3 separate regions of the Mus musculus genome follow, and regions 1 and 2 are each linked to region 3. A link is a contact called in public HiChIP or PLAC-seq data. All regions are on one chromosome and are shown on one strand. The core of a region is the stretch at or near the end of the contact, and the rest is flanking DNA. Distances in the headings are between cores, read along the strand shown.

What was found. HiChIP or PLAC-seq counts read pairs in DNA pulled down with a chosen protein or histone mark.
Region 1: an H3K27ac HiChIP or PLAC-seq map of stem cell-derived neural progenitor cells shows a contact between it and region 3, with 3 times the contacts expected there. The contact joins two enhancer-like sites. A contact is called at or near these places in 4 of 115 datasets of contacts at active chromatin or transcription factors (bone marrow-derived macrophages, large pre-B cells, memory CD8 T cells and 1 more) and 2 of 9 other capture datasets (adipose tissue and embryonic stem cells).
Region 2: an H3K4me3 HiChIP or PLAC-seq map of pro-B cells shows a contact between it and region 3, with 6 times the contacts expected there. The contact joins the promoter of Plk1 here to the enhancer-like site in region 3. A contact is called at or near these places in 10 of 39 promoter capture datasets (the C10 cell line, the HPC-7 cell line, cranial neural crest and 6 more), 1 of 484 Hi-C or Micro-C datasets (embryonic stem cells), 15 of 115 datasets of contacts at active chromatin or transcription factors (the SCID.adh cell line, T-cell acute lymphoblastic leukemia, bone marrow-derived macrophages and 10 more) and 2 of 9 other capture datasets (adipose tissue and liver).

Annotation. Positions count from the first base shown.
Region 1 is chr7:122,402,255-122,406,062 of GRCm38.p6, forward strand. The region is part of intron 2 of Prkcb (protein kinase C, beta); the gene reads left to right. Among named protein-coding and RNA genes, the nearest start is that of Gm51497, 110 kb to the left of the region's middle. Within about 2 kb of position 2,392, at least 191 of the 459 cell types and tissues checked have an H3K27ac peak or open chromatin away from gene starts, as enhancers often do. A contact at or near this core is called in adipose tissue, bone marrow-derived macrophages and stem cell-derived neural progenitor cells, where this site is marked.
Region 2 is chr7:122,158,034-122,161,700 of GRCm38.p6, forward strand. Plk1 (polo like kinase 1) reads left to right here and starts at 1,402. Exons shown (of 10, transcript NM_011121.4): 1 at 1,402-1,917; 2 at 2,503-2,671; 3 at 3,474-3,618. The coding sequence starts at 1,510.
Region 3 is chr7:122,954,056-122,957,406 of GRCm38.p6, forward strand. No RefSeq gene overlaps it. Among named protein-coding and RNA genes, the nearest start is that of 4930413G21Rik, 15 kb to the right of the region's middle. Within about 2 kb of position 1,601, at least 129 of the 459 cell types and tissues checked have an H3K27ac peak or open chromatin away from gene starts, as enhancers often do. A contact at or near this core is called in the HPC-7 cell line, adipose tissue, bone marrow-derived macrophages and 5 more, where this site is marked.

The DNA of each region.
Region 1 (3,808 bases), core at 1,142-3,641, 550 kb before region 3:
CAGCATTTCTTCACACGGTGCAAGCTTCTACCCTGACCTACCTCAACACTGCGGTATTGCCTGTAACATGACATGAACCCTTTCTTGCCCGAGTTGCTTTTGGTCATGGTGTTTATCACAACTACAGGAAAGCAAACTGTGACATCACCTAGTCGCTAGTGGATAGATGAGTGAGCAAATGACTAGCTTTGTGGACAAGGGTAAAGATTTGATTTCTTTTTTAAAAATTAACTGACATATAAACACACACATATATATGAAATGTATGTATACATTTTTTGTTTGTTTGTTTTTGAGACAGTGCTTCTTGTACCCAAGGCTGACCTTGAACTCATTATATAGCTGAAAATGACCTTGAACTTCTGATCCTTCTGCTCTGCTTCTGCCTCCCAAGTGCTAGGAGTATAGGAGCACACAGCCAGAGATTTAAAAAAAAAAAAAAAAAAGCACTGTCAGGGGTTGCTCTGTAATATTTCAGTAGTGTAACATTTTCAGGTTAAACACATCAGTTCCTTTAATGTTTATTGTTTTAAATGTTGGCGTATCAGAAATCCTCTTGCCTTTTCCTAGAGTTCAGTACACACTCTCATCATCCGCAGGCACTCATAGGGAAACACAGAATACTAAAACAAGGGTGTTCTACCTAGGTGTGTCTACAGCTAGGAGTCAGAAATGGCGTTTGTATAAGGCAGTGGTTCTCAACCTGTGTGCCAAGGCCCCTTTGGGGTCCCATATCAGATATTCTGCATATCAGATGTTTATATTATGAGTCATAACAACAGCAAAATTACATTTATGAAGTAACAACAATGATTTTATGGTTAGGGGCCACTACAACAGGAACTGTTTAAAATAGCATTAGGAGGGTTGAGAACCACTACACTAAACATTTAAGGAATTTGGTCAGTTTCTCTCAGAGACTAGGGCAGCATCCTAACCATCAGTGGCTCTTGGGAAAATCTGGGGTTGGTGAGCTCAGATAACCAAGATGCTCTGTACTGTCAGACAGGCTCTCTTGGAGCTGGGGGACCTTGCAGACAGAGAGTCCTTCTTCATATGTCAATGTAACTTTCTTTGGAGGTGCCTGAGCTTGGATGACAACTTTATCACCTGTGTTTTTCCAAAGCCTTCCACTCTGTCACTTGCCTGGTGGATATGGGCATGGCGCCCATGTCTCCCTTCCCTCCGTGGCACTCATGTCTCTGTTCTCTCCGTGGCACTTGTGTTTCCTCCTACCCTCCGCAGGCTTTGTTTCTCTGCTGCTTTGCTCTTGGGCAAGAAGCTTTAGCTGTGGTAACACTGTCTCTGCTAGAGTGATTTGGGTCCAAGTAGGTCAGCCAAGCCTGAGCTCTCTCTCCCTCTCCTCTTTGCCCTCTGTCTCCACCCCCCCTAAACTACAGCCTGAGGTTTGAGTGGGTGGGGACTATCTAACAATCCATTTGTTATACAAGATGACAAGGGCTACCAGGTGTCTTCAGCCATCAATCTATTAACCTAGAGGCTGACCTCAGTTCTTTTGAAAAACAGTGAACATGGTATTCCATCTCTGATCCCAGACTCAGTTTCTTCCAGGTTCTGAGCCCTTGATTGGAAGAGCCTTCGGGGCTTTGCTCTTCCCTTCTCTACCACTTTTATTTATCATGGCTATGGGCCTTGACTGCCTGGGTATGAACCTACCTCTTGCTATCATAGCAAGACACAATCATAGACACACCCTTTCCCCGTGCCTACTTTTCCTCTTCTGTGTAATAAATGTCATATAGAACTTATCACACAGACATGATGAGGATTAAAGGTGTCAATATACAGAAGATTCTTAGAGCAATATCACACCTACCACCTGCTCCATGATTATTATTATATTATCATTACAATGTTATTCTAATCTAAGATCTCTCTGCTTCTGAGAAATGGGGTCTTGTCTTGCCTGCCTTTAAATCTCTCACTGTCAAGTTGGGGGAAAGGGGTGGTTCAAACCCAAACATCCGAGAGAACCTGGCAAGGAACTGAGTAGATGGACCTCGGGAGACACTGCTGGGGAGGGTACACTCATTTGTTCATGTATTCATTCATCACACATTCATTCACTGAGAACCTACTGAGTGCTGTTCTGCAGATGGAAAGGCAGGAGTGAAGAAGGCGAACATTTCCTGCCCTCTAGGCCTCACTTCTTGATAGTCTCAGCTCTAACTGCTGTTACCAGGTGAGAATATGGGGGCCCTTGTTGACAAAACTTCTCGTTCTTTTAAAGGAAGCCAGAAACCTGGGTTTTTACAAACTACAGACTCCCACCTTAAGCTGGCAAGGCTTTTGTGTTGTTTTAAAGCCCAGCGTGAGCTGAGCCCAAGATCCAATTGGCAGCCCCTGCTGTAAGGCCTCCCCCCCAACGGCTCAGCTCGGCTCTGGGAGGAGGGCTGGCTGCCCTGCCAGCAAGGGCAGGCGGTCTGCTTCAAGGTCATTGGTGTGGAGAGAGCCTCCTCCCACTCCCGCTTGGAGCTTCTTGTGGCTTTTTCTGCCCACAGAGCAGATGCTGCTGCGCTGCCAGGACTAACGGGTGTTTGAATTCGAACATTCCCTCTCGTCCTTCCTTTCTTCCGTGGCAGCCTTGGCTGGGTTCCCGGCCCCCAGAAGGCAGATTTAGAGAGAAGAGGAGTAGCTTCCGCACAGACAGGGGGAAGGGGGAGGGGGCCTTAGGGTTAGTGGTGGCCAAGTGGGGAAGGGGAAGCGGCCTTTGAAGTTGGCGAATTAATTATCCTTTGCTCGACTCTTACCGAGGTGGGGAGCAGTTTAAAAGCCTGTGTGGGAAAAAACGTGATGTGAGAAATGGAGTTTAGGATGCTAAACGGGAATGCTTTTTAACTGCATGCTTTGGGTTTTGGGAAGTGAGGGGTGAGCAGAGCTTTGGGTTCAGCTACAGTTTACAGGATGCTTGCTTTGGAACACGCTGACCTGAGGCACGTGTTCTCTGGATCACCCTGACTCCCAGCTCTCCACTCTCAGGGCTCATTTCTGCTTAAGACCTTTGTCCTGCCTAGAGGACTCTGGGTTGTAGTGTCTCACCCACCTGTTTGTGACAGTGGACAGGACTTCCTGCTCTGGCGACCATGACTGTTGTGATCCTATAGGAAACAAAACCCTTTTGTGAGGCTGCAAGGAAGAAAGTTTAAGGATGACAAAGGCTTGTGCAAGCTTTGGATTGCAAGTTAATATTGCAGCTTCTGGGAATTTTCAGGCCCACCTCTGTGGAGGAAGAAACAGGTGCCCATGTAGCCAAAACTGAGGAAGAGGGTACAGCCAGCAGGACTGTGGTCTTGAGCGCTCCACAGCTTCCTCTTGGCAGCTTCAGGGGGAAGAAGAAGAAGAAGAAGAAGAGGAGGAGGAGGAGGAAGAGGAGGAGGAGGAGGAGGAGGAGGAGGAGGAGGAGAAAGAGAAAGAGAAAGAGGAGGAGAAGGAAAAGAAGAGGAGGAGGAGGAAGAGGAAGAGGAAAAAGGAAAAGAAGGAGGAGGAGGAGGAGAAAAGAAGAAATAATAATAATAATAATAATAATAATAATAATAATGTGTGTCTGGCTTTCTGCTCCTCAGCTGTTGGTGGCACCCACTGGTTTAAGAACAAATGAGAACCTGAAAGGCAGGAAGCAGCACTGTTGAGGAGGCCAACTTCCTGGAGTTTTGATTACAACAGTCAGGTAGTGAATGGAAGAAAACATGAGGCGCTAACAGCATTTGACCTTTAGTCTCCTGACCTTTAAAGGGGAGAGTGACACAGCTGACCGTTCTAAAACATGACCAACCAGATGGATAATGCG
Region 2 (3,667 bases), core at 152-2,651, 800 kb before region 3:
GGATTGAGGGTGCATGCCCACTCCTGGCAAGCTTAAGTTTTTGGAGACAAAGCTCTGCCTTATTCAGAAAGTACAATCGTTACCCAGAGACTGGGAAAGACAGCAGCACTGCCATTTTTTGCTCAATCCAGCAATTGGATCTTGCTAAGACCCTCCTGGGGGAACTAGAGCAACAACAGCTTCTAACGGAAGGTATCACTTAAGTGCCCAGATAGGCAGGGGGGCAAAGAGGGTGTCTGGGAACAGTGACCAGAGCTGGCCGTTTTTTTCTATGAAAAGCCACACGCCTGCTCTGTGTGGCCACTCTTTTTACATGTTGTAAATCCATTTTTTTTTTTTTTTCGAGACAGGGTTTCTCTGTATAGCTCTGGCTGTCCTGGAACTCACTTTGTAGACCAGGCTGGCCTTGAACTCAGAAATCCGCCTGCCTCCCCAGTGCTGGGATTAAAGGTGTGTGCCATTACGCCCCGGCTCATTTTTTTTTTTTCCTAAGTGAAGGCTGAACGGACACTTCGGCAGGGCAGACTTGGCCTTGGTATACCGGCATGCTAGCACTCTTCTAACCAGCTACCCCCCCACCTCTGACTAAAAAATTAATTTTTTCTATTTGGGGCTCTGGGCCACACAACTTGGAACAACCCAGGTAACCTTGCATCGCGGGGCAGACGTCCGGTGTTTCTTACATATCACAGGGCATAGGAATCATCTGAAGGTCTTGTTTGACCGGCAGGTCATGCCTGGGAAGTTTCTTTCCTTTGGGGTTAGTGGAGCGGTAGCTGAGGCTGATCTCGGCTAACTTGTAATCCTGAACCCACGCCCCTCCTTTGCCTTCTTAGGGAATTCCAGGTGCTGCAGATGCTGCTGGCCTCCTGCGTTGTTCAAGAGAAGGGTTGAGTTACTTCTCAGGGGCTGGGAGCCCCTAGTGCCACAGAGGAGATCGGTCCGTTGCGCCGTGAAGGTGCATCTGCCTGCTGAGCTTGCTCAGTTTTGGGTTTATTTAGGCTAGCCGGGGAGAGGGCTGTCCACCGCGGAGGCGGTGCACTCTCAAGCTACCGGTTGGCCTGGAGTTTCAGTTCTAGAAGGCCGGGTCCGGTGGAGGAAGGTGTTAGATCTTAACAGTTAGGAGAAGCCCCTGGAGGAGGCGCAGGTGAACCACATGAGCACGCCCCAGCCGAGGAGCAGAAAGCAGGACAGAATCCTGTTCTTCTAGGGATCTTCACGTAGTTGCTTCGTTCCTGGTTTCCCAGGCAATCCTGAGCAAACGCAGTCCTCCAGTCCCTGCCCATTAAAAATTTCGCCGGCAAGATCGGAGTTTAAAGGCGGCTGCGCCGTAGAGCACTCCCATGGTGCCGCGCGCTGGGCGGGTTTGTATTTTAAATCCCCGCGGCCAATCAGCAACGCGCAGGCCCTTGTAACGTTCCCAGCGCCGCGTTTGAATTCGGGGAGGAGCGGAGCAGAGCAGGACCCTCTGCACCGACTCAGCCAGGTTCGTGGAGCAACTTCGGCATCATGAATGCAGCGGCCAAAGCTGGAAAGCTGGCTCGAGCACCAGCCGACCTCGGGAAAGGTGGGGTTCCGGGAGATGCAGTTCCCGGTGCCCCAGTGGCCGCCCCGCTGGCGAAAGAAATTCCGGAGGTCCTAGTGGACCCACGCAGCCGGCGGCAGTATGTACGGGGGCGCTTTCTGGGTAAAGGAGGCTTCGCCAAATGCTTCGAGATCTCAGACGCAGACACAAAAGAGGTGTTCGCAGGCAAGATCGTGCCTAAGTCTTTGCTGCTCAAGCCCCACCAGAAGGAGAAGATGTCTATGGAGATCTCAATTCACCGCAGCCTAGCACACCAACACGTCGTAGGCTTCCATGACTTTTTTGAGGACAGCGACTTTGTATTTGTAGTTTTGGAGCTCTGTCGCAGGAGGGTGAGTGTTTCAGTCGCAGTGCTGGGGCTCCCACACCTGGAACTTGCTGACAAAGGGGCACCGAGGTTTTGGAGTGACCTAGAGGAGTGGTTGGGTTTCAAACTTTTATGGAAAGGCTTCTAGCGAGGGTACTTGGCACTCCGAACTGCTGAGGCCGGGGTTCTGGGGAAACCGAGACCAGATCCTGTTGCTATTAGGGATGGAGCTCCCAGACGCAAGGCAGCGAGTCGGTACAGGAAATGGATTCATAAAGTGGCTAAGGAAGGGTCCCAGGCTTGGTGTGCCACGCACCTCTAACTTCCGGAGTGGGGCAGGGTCGGGGGAGGGGGCGGCTGTTTGGAGTCAGATTTTAGAGCTTTCAGGAAAGGGAGGGAATCTCCTGCCAGGAGGAAGCCCTGGGTAGGGGAGTCGAGAGTGGGGTTGAGAGAAGACTCAGGAGAGGGTCTGGTGAATGATAGTGACCAACCAGTGTATGGGTAGAACTATCAGAAACCTGCTAAGACTCTCCACTCCGAGCGTCTAGTCCTAGCCACATCCAGCTAGCCACTCTTCTTGGACTTCAGTGACCTCTTTCTCCCTCCTCAGTCCCTCCTGGAGCTGCACAAGAGGAGGAAGGCACTGACCGAGCCTGAGGCCCGCTACTACCTGCGACAGATAGTCCTGGGCTGCCAGTACCTGCACCGCAATCAGGTCATTCACAGGGACCTCAAGCTGGGCAACCTCTTCCTGAACGAGGATCTGGAGGTGAAAATAGGTGAGGTGCTGGGCCTTCGGGTGTCTGGTGTCAGGGCAGGAGGGGACAAGGAGGGGAAGGTGAGGAAATAGAGATGCTGCCCTCTAGTTAGGAAGTGGAAAGTGTGTGTGTGTGTGTGTGTGTGTGTGTGTGTGTTTGTGTGTGTGTGACACTTTCCTTGCCTTTTTTTTAGATGCATTGGTGTTTATGCCTCAACTCAGTAGTTTTGAACTTGGGGCCCCTCCCCCAAATGCTTCTCTATAACCTAGCACTGAGCCAGACCCTCAGCCAATTTCAGGTCTGGACTTACGCTGTAGAGTATGGCAGGCAGCATCTCCTCAGGTGTCTCTTTACTAAGCTGAAAAACCTGCCCCCTTGAGTCTGATTGGCCAGTCCCTAGATCCCTGTCACTTCTCCACACACTTGCCCAGCAGCAGTCACGAAGATCATCTACTTGATTCCCCAGTGCATCTAATTCTGCTATCCTGTGCATTTTAAATTTCATTTACTTATGAATGGAGACAGGCTAACTTCAAGGAGTCAGTTCTTTCTTTCCACTGTGTGGGTCCCAGGATCGACGTAGATCATGTTATCAGTCTTGGCAGCAAGCCCCTTTACCTCCTGAGCCACCTTAACCACCGTAACCCTGCTATCTAAAGAGGTGTGTGGGAGGCTGGCTAGGGCCAGTACAGTGGAAGGGTTCAGGGACTCTGGGGCCTCAAGCCACTAGTTCTCAATGCTCAGGATCAAAACAGAGCTGCCTGCAACCACAGACAGCCCGGGCTTAGCAGCTGAGCACCCTCTCTTCTTTCCTCTGTCCCAGGGGATTTTGGCTTGGCAACCAAAGTGGAATATGAAGGGGAACGAAAGAAGACCTTGTGTGGCACTCCTAACTACATAGCTCCTGAGGTGCTGAGCAAGAAGGGACACAGTTTTGAGGTGGATGTGTGGTCCATTGGGTGCATCATGTAAGTTGGCAATGGCCTTGGCTCCTGGGCCTCAGCAGGGCTTTCTGAG
Region 3 (3,351 bases), core at 351-2,850:
GTCAGACCTCATACTTTATTGACTGAGCCATCTCTCCAATCTGTCATCTTTTAAAAAACATCATTGTTTTTGGACATTATTTTGCTATCATTTTTATACATTATAAAGTATGTCATCTTAACCATTTAAACTGTAGAGTTCCCAGCACTCAGGTGACAGGGGCAGACATATTTCTGCGAGTTCCAGGCTAGCCTGGTCTACATAACTAATTCCAGGTCAACCTGGCTTATACACTGAGACACCGAGTCTCTCTCTCTCTCTCTCTCTTTCTCTCTCTCTCTCTCTCTCTCTCACACACACACACACACACAAAATGTTGTATAATAAATAACTAGAAAATTTTCATTTTGCAAAATGAAATTGAACCCCATTTCTTTATTTCTCCCTTCCTAGGGAAAGGAAAATCTTTCTACCCCGAGACAGGATAGGAAAAGGAAAAGAAGACATGAAAGGGAAAGATGCTCCTGAACTTAGGATGGAGCCTCTCCAGCGTTCCTGCAGGCAGAGAGTCCAGAAGGTTTGGCATGGCCGATAAAGTCAAGATGGCCTATAGAGACAGCAGTGGGCCTCCCTCCTAAAGACAACACAAACAAGGCCTGTAAAACAGCCTGTGCTGACTCAGGGCCAGGGTGTTGGTGGCCTTGAGTTTAACTGTATAAGCACCTTCCTCCACCCCTAAGTCTAAAAAGTGGTCTTCATTAAACCACCTTCGATTTCGTTTTCCAGAGGAAACCCTTTAAGATAACGAAACTAGCCAGGGTGTAGTTTTCTTTTCTCTTTCTTTCTTCCCTTTCTTTCTTTCTTTCTTTCTTTCTTTCTTTCTTTCTTTCTTTCTTCCTTCCTTCCTTCCTTCCTTCCTTTCCTTTTGTTAATCTTTAAACCTTGTTATAAATTACACCTTCAGATAAAGCTACACAGAAAGCCGCAGACTCAGATATGTAGTCATTGCAAAGCCACTTCATGTGGCTTTGGGGGAGGGGGTTCGAGACAGGGTTTCTCTGTGTAGTCCTGGCTGTCCTGGAACTCACTCTGTAGACCAGGCTGGCCTCGAACTCAGAAATCCACCTGTCTCTGCCTCCCAAGTGCTGGGATCAAAGGCATGCGCCACCACCACCGGGCCAGTGGCTTTTTCTCCTTAAGAAAATTTAACAGCCTGAGCTTGATTTCCCAGAACCCACAAAAGCTGTCCTCTATCCTACACACTCACCCATACTTGAGAGTGCGCGTGCTCGCAAGCACACACACACACATGCACATACACACAAAATAAAATGTTTTAAAAATTACAAATAAACAATAGATGGCCAAGTTTCACTGTGAAGGGATGCCCTGTGCCTTATCTCTACTTAACAGACTTAGAAACTTAGTCTGACTCTGGCTCGTCCTGGATTCTTTTCTGCAGTGTAGTCAAGGATCCAAGTTTACTTGAGTGAAGGTCCCTATGGAGAAAGAACTCCTCGGGCTGTTGGCAGCTGTAGCAGGCTGCATCTTCCTGTCACCGCTGACAACTCCAGCCCTTGGGAACTGCCACACTAGTCTGTTTCTAAGAAGAGACTATTTAATCATAGTTTACAGATCAAAAGAGTCAGAGTCCACAGCAGCTTTTGTAACTGTACACACTAGAGCTGCCAAGATCAAGCCAGACAATATCCCAGCAGAGAGGGGAGAGGGACTCTAGAAGTCCCGCCCCAGCTGAGGTGCTATTGGTTGCTACTGGGGAAGAGTCAGTTTTCTTCAGGAAGTGACTCACCCCACTGTCTAGTAGATTGTCCTACATCATTGCATATACAGGGAGCTCTAGATGGACTTAATGGGGTTAAAAAAAAAAAAAAAGAGCATATGAAGTTGGGAAGGAGAAGTAGGCCAGGGGAGGGATAAGGGGGAAGCGAACAGGGATGGATTTGATCAGAATACATTATGTGAACTATCTATGAAATTCTCAAACAATAAAAATTATCATAAAACAAACCAGGACCCACAATATAAGTTGTGGAACAAAATAAAAATGTTAAATTCTGTGTTGGGCTGGAGAGAAGGCCCAGTGGCTAAGAGGACATACCGCTGTTGCAGAGGACCAGAGTTCAGTTCCCAGCCACCCATCCCCAGCAGCTCACAACCATCTGTAACTCAGTTCCAGGGCGTCTGGGGCCTCTGGCCTTCCTGGGCACTTACACATCTGTGTACTCACAGGCAATTAAAAGTCTGGGTTCAGAAGATACAGAGAATATCAGGCTGTAAACAGCAGAGACTCAAGCCACACTCATGGCCCTTCTGACCACAGTCACACAGAAGTCATGAGGCAAGGCGATGGAAGCCTAAGGCCACTGAAGAAGATAAGTGACCTTCCTGAGGTCACACAGCAACTTGGAGCTAAGATCCAATCTTATAAAGCTCTGTGACTCTGGGGTGGGGAATGTGTCCCAGCTGGTAGTATCCTCCAGGGTTTGATCTTGAATTTCTGATCCCCACGAACAACTATGAGTCTGTAGCTTGGATCCTCAGAATCAACATAAATGCCAGACTCTATACTCACCCATAATCTGAGGCTCAGCACATGCAGACAAGGGCTGCTGGAGCAAGCCAGTTAGGAAGACAAGCCATATCTTCCAGCTCTGGGTTTGATTGAGAGAGTCTGTCTTAATGACTAAGGTAAGAGAACTATATTCAGAGTGATTCCTGACCTCAACCCCTGGCCTCCACAAACATACAAACCCATCCGTGACACACCCGCATGTGCCCGAGTACATGCAAACATGCATATGTGTATGTACACCACACACATATAAAGGAAAAATAGAAAAACAGTCTATAAAAGTAATGGGCGTTCCTCTGTTCTGCAAGTTGCTGTTGGATACTCCCAGGGTGAGTGTCCTGCATCACTAAAGTAGACCACTTACTTGTAATCAGTCTCAGCTCTTCTCTCTATAGAAGCAGAGAAGGAAAATCTTTATTATTTAAAACAAGAAACATATTTTGGGTTTGGAGAAATGGCTCCACAGTTAAGAGCACATGCCGCTCTTGCAGAGGTCCCAGGTTGGATGCCCAGCACCCACACGGCATCTCACAACTGCCTGTAACTCCAGCTCCAGAGACTCTGAGGTCCTCTTCAGAGACACACTGCACACACAGAGAGAAAAAGAGAATTCCAAAAATCACATTTTTAAAATATAAGTAAAAATGAATTTTATTCATGGTTAAAGAGCCAAGCTTGGTGACAAATGCCTGCCATCCCAGTACTTGAGAGGTAAAGAAGGGTCTCCAGGCTAAAATGCATGATACATGATACTCTGCCAAAAAAAAAAAAAAAAAAAAAAAAAGCCTAACTAAATTACTTAAAATGAGTCTAGGCTA